Linked DNA regions of Mus musculus: region 1 is linked to region 2. A link is a contact called in public Hi-C data. All regions are on one chromosome and are shown on one strand. The core of a region is the stretch at or near the end of the contact, and the rest is flanking DNA. Distances in the headings are between cores, read along the strand shown. Region 1 holds the start of Ccl1 (chemokine (C-C motif) ligand 1). Region 2 has its middle 26 kb from the start of Gm11419.

Region 1 (3,697 bases), core at 218-2,717, 240 kb before region 2:
ATCTAGTAGTTACACTCAGTTGGCAACAAACACTGAAGGTTTTTCAGTTGCACAGGCTAAGGTCAACATAGGTTAGCATAGCCAACCCACTGTGTATAGGCCCCATGATGCCAATGCCAGAAAGCTTAGCTGCTTTTTCTTGAGGGCCTCCTATGAGCTGCTTATCCCAAGTACTGCCCACTGCATATACTGTTTTTATCTGGCTGCACAACCCCATCTGCATCTACATCCCATGCTCTAGCTTTCTCCATGATGCTGAGTGAAGGGTGTTCCTCTGTACTTGGCTTTTCCAGACTCCTTCCCCTGCCTGACGTGCTGTCTTCACAGCAGCCTGCAGGACATGGTACTTATAGAACACTGTCTGGAAAGGGTCCTCTGAAGTCCCTGGGTGTCCCCAACATTCTCCTGTGCCCCCCACATGACAGATCTGTCTTGAATGAGCCGTTGTTGTGTTGGATGGCTCTCCATGGCTTGTCTATAGGTTGAAGCAAGATGGCTCAGGTCAGGCTTTGCCCCCATTGGCAATTGTCCCAAGGGTAACCAAGCAAGGGTCTGGATCAGAGTAAGCTGTGAAAGGGCTGGGGAACAAAGAAATAAAACTAATAGCAAATGTGTTGGCCAAACGTTAGACAGACAGGATCAACCTGTGGTATGTGTGTGTATGTGTGTGTGTGTGTGTGTGTACATGTATGTAGGTGTGCATACATGTGTCTATGTGCATGTGAACGACTTTGCTTTTTGAGATAAGTTCTCTCCCTGGCCTGGAGGTCTCCAACTAGGCTCAGCGGGCAAACCAGGCAGCTCCAGGGATCAGCCGGTCAGCCTCTCCAGCTCTGGGGTTACAAGATCATTCCACTACCCCTGCTCTGTATGCGGGTTCTGGGAATCAAACTCTGGTCCTCACACTTGTGTAGCAGGTACTTTGCTGACTGAGCCATCTCCCCAGCTCTGCATTTCATTCTTACCACCCGGATTTGAGATGTGTTACTAGTTCCATTTTGTAGGGATGTGCAGCTTAGAGAAGTTTGTGCAATGGCTGATTGGCAGAGCCAGAACCCAGACACAAGCTCCATTTGATGCAGATTGTACCTTCTCTGCTCTGTCCTTCTCCAAGGCCTGTAGCTGCTTTGAATGGAATGATGTGGGTTAGACAAGCTGTGTACGGGCCACTTCCTCTCTCTCTCTCACCTTTTTTGACTTTCCACTCAGCCAGGACAGCTCCCACGTATTTTGTCAAGAACGTAAAGATTGGTATCTGCTTCTGCACTTGGGGAAGTTCCCAAGGCCACTAGGCACCCAAACATACCTCGAATACGCCCCCCTCCTCCCAGGAGAGGTGAGAAAAGGAGTTTTCCATGTGGCCATTGGGTATGAGTTCCTTTTCCCTGGGACTCCCACCTCTTCTCCATGGTCTGGGAAAGCACCCCGGGCCTTCTGATAAAAGCTCAGTACAGGGTGAGGCAGGAGAGAGTTCTTGGCTCCACCAGACATTCGGCGGTTGCTCTAGAGAGGCTTGAGACAGAAACTTATCACCATGAAACCCACTGCCATGGCACTGATGTGCCTGCTGCTGGCTGCCGTGTGGATACAGGATGTTGACAGCAAGAGCAGTGAGTAATGGGGTCCTAGTGCTTGGGCCCAGGGAGGGGAGATGTATAGGCAGGCACTCTGGGCTGGGAACAGAGCTTACCTAGACATCATTGGCTTCATTTCTGTCCCTATCTGGAGATGAATGGCGGGCAGTAATGGGATAGGGACGCTGGGCGTGGAGGAAGGTTATGGACTGGGAGCACACATCTACTTCGTGGTGGGGAGCTCAGACCTGAAACCCATTCCTCTGATTCTTTTGCTAATCCTAGAACTAGGTGGCTGCAGAGACAGACCTGGGCCAGCATCCTCTTGATGGGGTTCCAAGACTGGCCCTGTTCTGGGAGGAGCTTCTCCTTCTCCTTCTCCTTCTCCTTCTCCTTCTCCTTCTCCTTCTCCTTCTCCTTCTCCTTCTCCTTCTCCTTCTCCTTCTCCTTCTCCTCCTTTCTCCCTTCTCCTTTCTCTTCCTCCTCATCCTCCTTTCTCCCTTCTCCCTTCTCCCTTCTCCTTTCTCCTTTCTCCTTTCTCCTTTCTCCTCCTCCTCCTCCTCCTCCTCCTCTTCATCCTCCTCCTTCTAGATGAAGTGGCTTTAGTGTGTGGAAGATAATTTTGATCCTCACCCTACAGACAACTGGAAGGGCCTATGGGGTTGTTTAAAACAAATTAGGATCCCTGAAGTCCAGAGGAGGGACTAAGACTGATTTCCAGTGTGACAGATGACAGGCAGGGGCTGAAGGAAGGACCACAGGAGTGAACAGCCAGATAACTATTATATCTCTTAAAGATGTTTTCTGTATGGATAAACTGGAATCCATGTTCTAGATTGTTCGGAAAATACCAACCTGAGGTCAGGGGACCTGCAAGTTTCTGTGAACAGCGAGACAGGAAGGATCCAGGGTTAGAACACAGGGATGTTGAAGGTGGGATGTGGGAGGAGAGCGTACAAATCAGCAGACTGGGGGTTACTGGTCCCTGAAAGAGGGGAGGGCCAAGGATGGGAATGTGGAAGATTGTGTGGGCGAGTGGACCAGCCACTTTTTGGGAATACCCCCTTTTCCTTCTGAGCCCTTGTGGAGTTCCTCACCCAGCCCCATGTCTGTGAACCAAGAACTACAATGTCCTGCATGCGATGGGATAACAGGTCCTCTAGGATGTGAGGCCAGAGCCCCGAGCTTAAGTACTAGCACAGTACACAGAGCCACGCACTTGTGCTGGGAGACTGGGACTGAAGGGGTTTGTATATGTGGTAGGAAGAGTCTCACCGTATGTGCAGGAGTGTGTGCTGAGCCATGGCTCAGGCAGGCTTGTGGTTTCTGTCCCCACCACCTGCTGGTTTGTAGGGTGCTCACATCTGACGCCCCTCCCCAGTCTTATGATTGTTGTCTCCATCCTAGAAATGTGTTGCTGCTGAGACAGAGCTGCACTGCAGCCCTCGGGATGTGGTCTCCATGCTTGAGTCTGTCCTAGGAAGGACTTGGCTGGTTTTGCTTTTTAATTCTGTTGTGGGTGAGAGGCTATGGTTGCTAATGAATGGTCTTTTTTTGTGCTTTTCTTCTAGTGCTTACGGTCTCCAATAGCTGCTGCTTGAACACCTTGAAGAAAGAGCTTCCCCTGAAGTTTATCCAGTGTTACAGAAAGATGGGCTCCTCCTGTCCTGATCCCCCAGCTGTGGTGTGAGTGAGCCACTAGCCAGGGGAGAGATAATATTGACGGAATTGAGAATAGTACACACTAGATGGCGCTGTTCCACAAGAAAAGGGAGTCTAAACCCAACCAGGCAATCTAAGGTGTAGAGTGACACTAGGGGGCGTGGGGCTTCCCAGGAAGGGGGGGGGGGTCCTGATTTATTTGCTTGAACCCCAAAGTGCCTATGATTAGATCCCAAGCTATATAGCCAGGAAGAAATGTTTAATAAAAGCACAACAGACAAGGCTGGAGCGTTGGCTCAGTGGGTAGTTTGGCTGCTCAAACACGGTGATTTGAGTTCATATTCCCAGCAGGATGGTGTGAGTTTGTAACCCCAGTGCTAGATGAGGCAGAGGCAGGCATAGCCTGTGTGCTTGCTGGCCCTAACAAAGTTCTGTGGGAGATCTTACCTCGAAATGTAGGA
Region 2 (3,596 bases), core at 714-3,213:
TCAACCTCCTGGGCATCTGTCCCCCAGCCCAGAGCCAGGAATGGTTTTAGGGGCACACACCTAGTCTCGGTTCCAATTCCATGGAGCGCTGCCCCAGGCCCACATCCAGGGCACTAGGGCTAGCAGGAATGTGGAGAAGAGAAGAGGAAAGCGGTGGTGACAATATTGCCTGTCCCTGCTCACAGAAAAACATTCCCTTGCCTTGTGACATAAAAGAGATAAGCAGAAAATAATGGAGAAAGAGTGAGACCTTTGCAGGCAGAGAAGCTGGGTTCATATCCCTTCATTGCCTCTAAAAAAAGATAGAAATAAATCACATATATTTATATCTCACCATATGTCTGTGTCGGGTTAGTAGGAACACTGAATTAAGTCAGATCACGGATGTCCAGCACAGAATCTGGCTTCTAAGACACAATAAACTTTGGTAGTTCTCTTCTCACGATGAAGGAAGGAGGCAAGTCATTAAATAGAAGTGACCTAGTCAGGCCCCTGATGGATTGGATTTGGGGGTGCTGAAGCCCCTTCCAGAAAGAGACTATGGTGTGAGGGAGCCATGCCTGATCTCCAGAGGGCCAGTTTAAGCGTGGCTGCTTTCTCCTGAGTGTTCATGGGTTACAGGGTGCACTGGTGCACCCTGCAACCCGACTTAACAGCCACAGTAGAAGGAAGGCTGGAGTGAATGCAGGTGAGGAAGTTTAAGCTTGAGGAAGCTACATGACATTTAACAGTTGTGTGTGTGTGTATCTACATGCGTGTGTGTATGTGTGTGCGTATTCCTCTCTCTCTCTCTCTCTCTCTCTCTCTCTCTCTCTCTCTCTCTCTCTCTCTCTCTCTGTCTGTGTGTGTGTGTGATGTCCTCCAAGGCCAGAAGATAGCGTCAATATCTTGGATTAGAATTGTAGTTGATTACGAGCTGCTTGATGTGAGTACTGAAAACCTAACGTGGATGCATTCTTAACTTGCTGAGCCATCTCTTTATCCCCTATCTGACTTTTCTAAAATTATACTCCAGTGAGTGGAAAAGTAAGATCCCAGCAATCACTGGCCAGACTTCATCTTTGCCTGGATGCATGTTACTTGTAGAGGACACCTCTGTTCCTTGGAGAACACAAGATCAAATTCATGGGTAGTGTGCTGGCAGTTTTAAGTCAACTCATCTCAAGGAAGAGTCATTTTGGTATAGGGTACCCAAACTGAGAAAATATCCTTGCTAGATTGGCCTATAGGCGAGCCTGTGGTGTGTTTTCCTGGTTGATGATGATGTAGGAGGAGTCAGCTCACTGTGGGCAGTGACAATCCCTAGGCTTGTAGTCCTGGGTGCTTTAAGAAAGTAGACTGAACAAGTCATGGGAGCCAGACAGTAAGTAGCATTCTTCCACAGCTTCTACTTTAACTCTTGTCTCCAGGTTCCTGCCTTGAATTCCTGCCCTGACTCCCTGCAGTTGAGCTTGTAAGATGAAAGAAACCCTTTTCTCCTCGAGATGCTTATCGTCATGATGTTAAGCAATAGTTCACAGCAATAGAAACTAAGACAGGAAGGAGGCCCTACCATGGGTTCCATGACAGCATCCACAAATGGACATCAAAGTTTCTAGAAGTGTCACTGAGTGAACTGGAGTTCCTAAACATCCCTAGAGGTTGGTAGAGAGGCAAGAACCAAGCTAACCAGCTGGTTGGTCCTGCTCAGCTTTCGAGAGCTTAGCTCCTGATTGCCGTGCCCTCAGGGCTTCATCTATACCTGGTCCTCAGTAGTGTGACTAAAGAGGAGATCTCCAAGGCTGTAGGATGAAAGATTCTCACTTGCTTTTGTGGCAGTGTGTGGGACATCTCCAAGGAGATCCAGAAGCAGGAGGCAGGTTCACTAGTAGATGCCAATGGTGAGCCATCCCTGCATATCCTGAGCTGCTAGGGAACTATGGGGTGGCTTTCCTCAGGGACAGTTGGCTGAGTAGCAGGGTTGAGTCAGGGCTTCTGTGCCCTTTCAGCCTCTGAGGCTGAGCCAGGGGTAGACCTTCATGTGTGGCTATTTATAGTTCCCTGTGGCTAGGGGAGGGAGCTCAGCTGACAACATGTGACATTGCATCTCTAGAACTTGGGGGGTGAGGGTGGGGTTGTGGCTGACTCAGAATCGCTGTTCTACACATTTCTTCCCTAGCATATCTCTCTCTCTCTCTCTCTCTCTCTCTCTCTCTCTCTCTCTCTCTCTCTCTCTCTCTCCTCTCTCTCTCTGGTCCCCCACAATTCCTACTGTCAATATGCCCTATCCAAAACACAGTCACCACTGTGCCAGGCGATGCTTAATCAGACAGTGACACTCTCTTGCCCCCCAGCCTGCATATCCAGGCTCAGGTTGCAGTGCTCCATGGGACAAGTCAAACCTCCAATGCACTGCTTCCCCCAAAGGCTTGCCTTCCAATGCCCTCCTCCTCCACCCAAAACTCACTGTCACCACGTGGCCTTTCTCTCCATCCACCTTCACTGGGTGGAAGTCTGTTCAGCTTCCCACGTCCAGGCCAGTCTCATGATCTCTGCAACAGTTTCCCCAGTCTCTTCACATGTTACTCACCCCTGGACACCTATTTTCCTTCCATTGAATGCCTTGACTTTTTTTTTCTTAGAACACGGGTCAGAGTGGCCCTAGAGTATGTTTCTTGGTAGTGCTTTCTCCCAACACTGATTTCTTCATTCCAGTGGAGTCAGGTCTTCTGGTAACAGGATTGGAGTATTCTGCATTTTAAAGGCTCTGCTGGGAGTTCTGATGTGCAGTTCGAATGAGTTAGACCTGGACTGTGCTTTCTGCAGACCTGACATCATACCCTCTCCCCAGCTCTTCTGGGGAAAAGAAGGAGAAGCCAGCTGTACCCTGAGGGCTTGGAGAAGAAAGGCATCAAGAAATGCTTTGCCTTCAGAGAGTTCTGGAGGCCACAGTGAGAACTGTCTTCTCAGGCATGTCTTCTACCTCTGCACTTTCTCCTTCCAGTGTGAGGTAAACAGGGCAGGCCCTGTGTCCCTTCCCTGTTTACAGAGGAGGAAACCAAGTTCCTGAGAGGCTAAGGGACTTGTTGAGATCATGCAGTGACATAAATAGGCCATTGGCCTCCTCCCTTCCTATCACACTGAGTAGGGGTAGTTTACAGGAGGAAGCAGGTGACATGCAGGAGATGACCCTGGGCAGTACAGTGGTGTCCAGAGAGGCTGTGCTTGTCCTGGGTTCACCTTCTGATGCCAGCCCCTCAGGCTCCCTCTGCTGGAAGTTCCGAGGAAATCAGCAAGTGGTACTTGCCACTGGGATGTGAGTGTGGTCATGCCATCATCAATCACAGTCTGGACATACCAGCATCACAGGGGTACCTCAGTCAGAGTATGGGATTCTGCCTTCTTCACCTAACCATCTCTGTCAGATGCAGGTGTGCCCACTACTCTCAAATCTGACTCTCTAATTCCAGTTTTTCTCTCCTTTTCTTTTCTTTTTATCTTTTTTATTAGCTATTTTCTCCATTTACATTTCAAATGCTATCCCCTTTCCTAGTTTCCGTTCTGAAAGTCCCTCTCCACTTTCTTATTTTTATAAATCTTCCCTTTTAAAAACATCC

What was found. A called contact is a pair of places that touch in the nucleus more often than the background predicts.
Region 1: a contact with region 2 is called in a Hi-C map of bone marrow-derived macrophages, with 5 times the contacts expected there. The contact joins the promoter of Ccl1 here to the enhancer-like site in region 2. A contact is called at or near these places in 8 of 484 Hi-C or Micro-C datasets (MC3T3-E1-derived osteoblasts, bone marrow-derived macrophages, embryonic stem cells and 3 more), 4 of 115 datasets of contacts at active chromatin or transcription factors (bone marrow-derived dendritic cells, bone marrow-derived macrophages, embryonic stem cells and 1 more) and 1 of 9 other capture datasets (embryonic stem cells).

Annotation. Positions count from the first base shown.
Region 1 is chr11:82,177,582-82,181,278 of GRCm38.p6, reverse strand. Ccl1 (chemokine (C-C motif) ligand 1) reads left to right here and starts at 1,467. Exons shown (of 3, transcript NM_011329.3): 1 at 1,467-1,610; 2 at 3,146-3,260. The coding sequence starts at 1,535.
Region 2 is chr11:81,940,793-81,944,388 of GRCm38.p6, reverse strand. It overlaps a transcript of Asic2 not described here. Among named protein-coding and RNA genes, the nearest start is that of Gm11419, 26 kb to the left of the region's middle. Within about 2 kb of position 1,963, at least 16 of the 459 cell types and tissues checked have an H3K27ac peak or open chromatin away from gene starts, as enhancers often do. A contact at or near this core is called in bone marrow-derived macrophages, where this site is marked.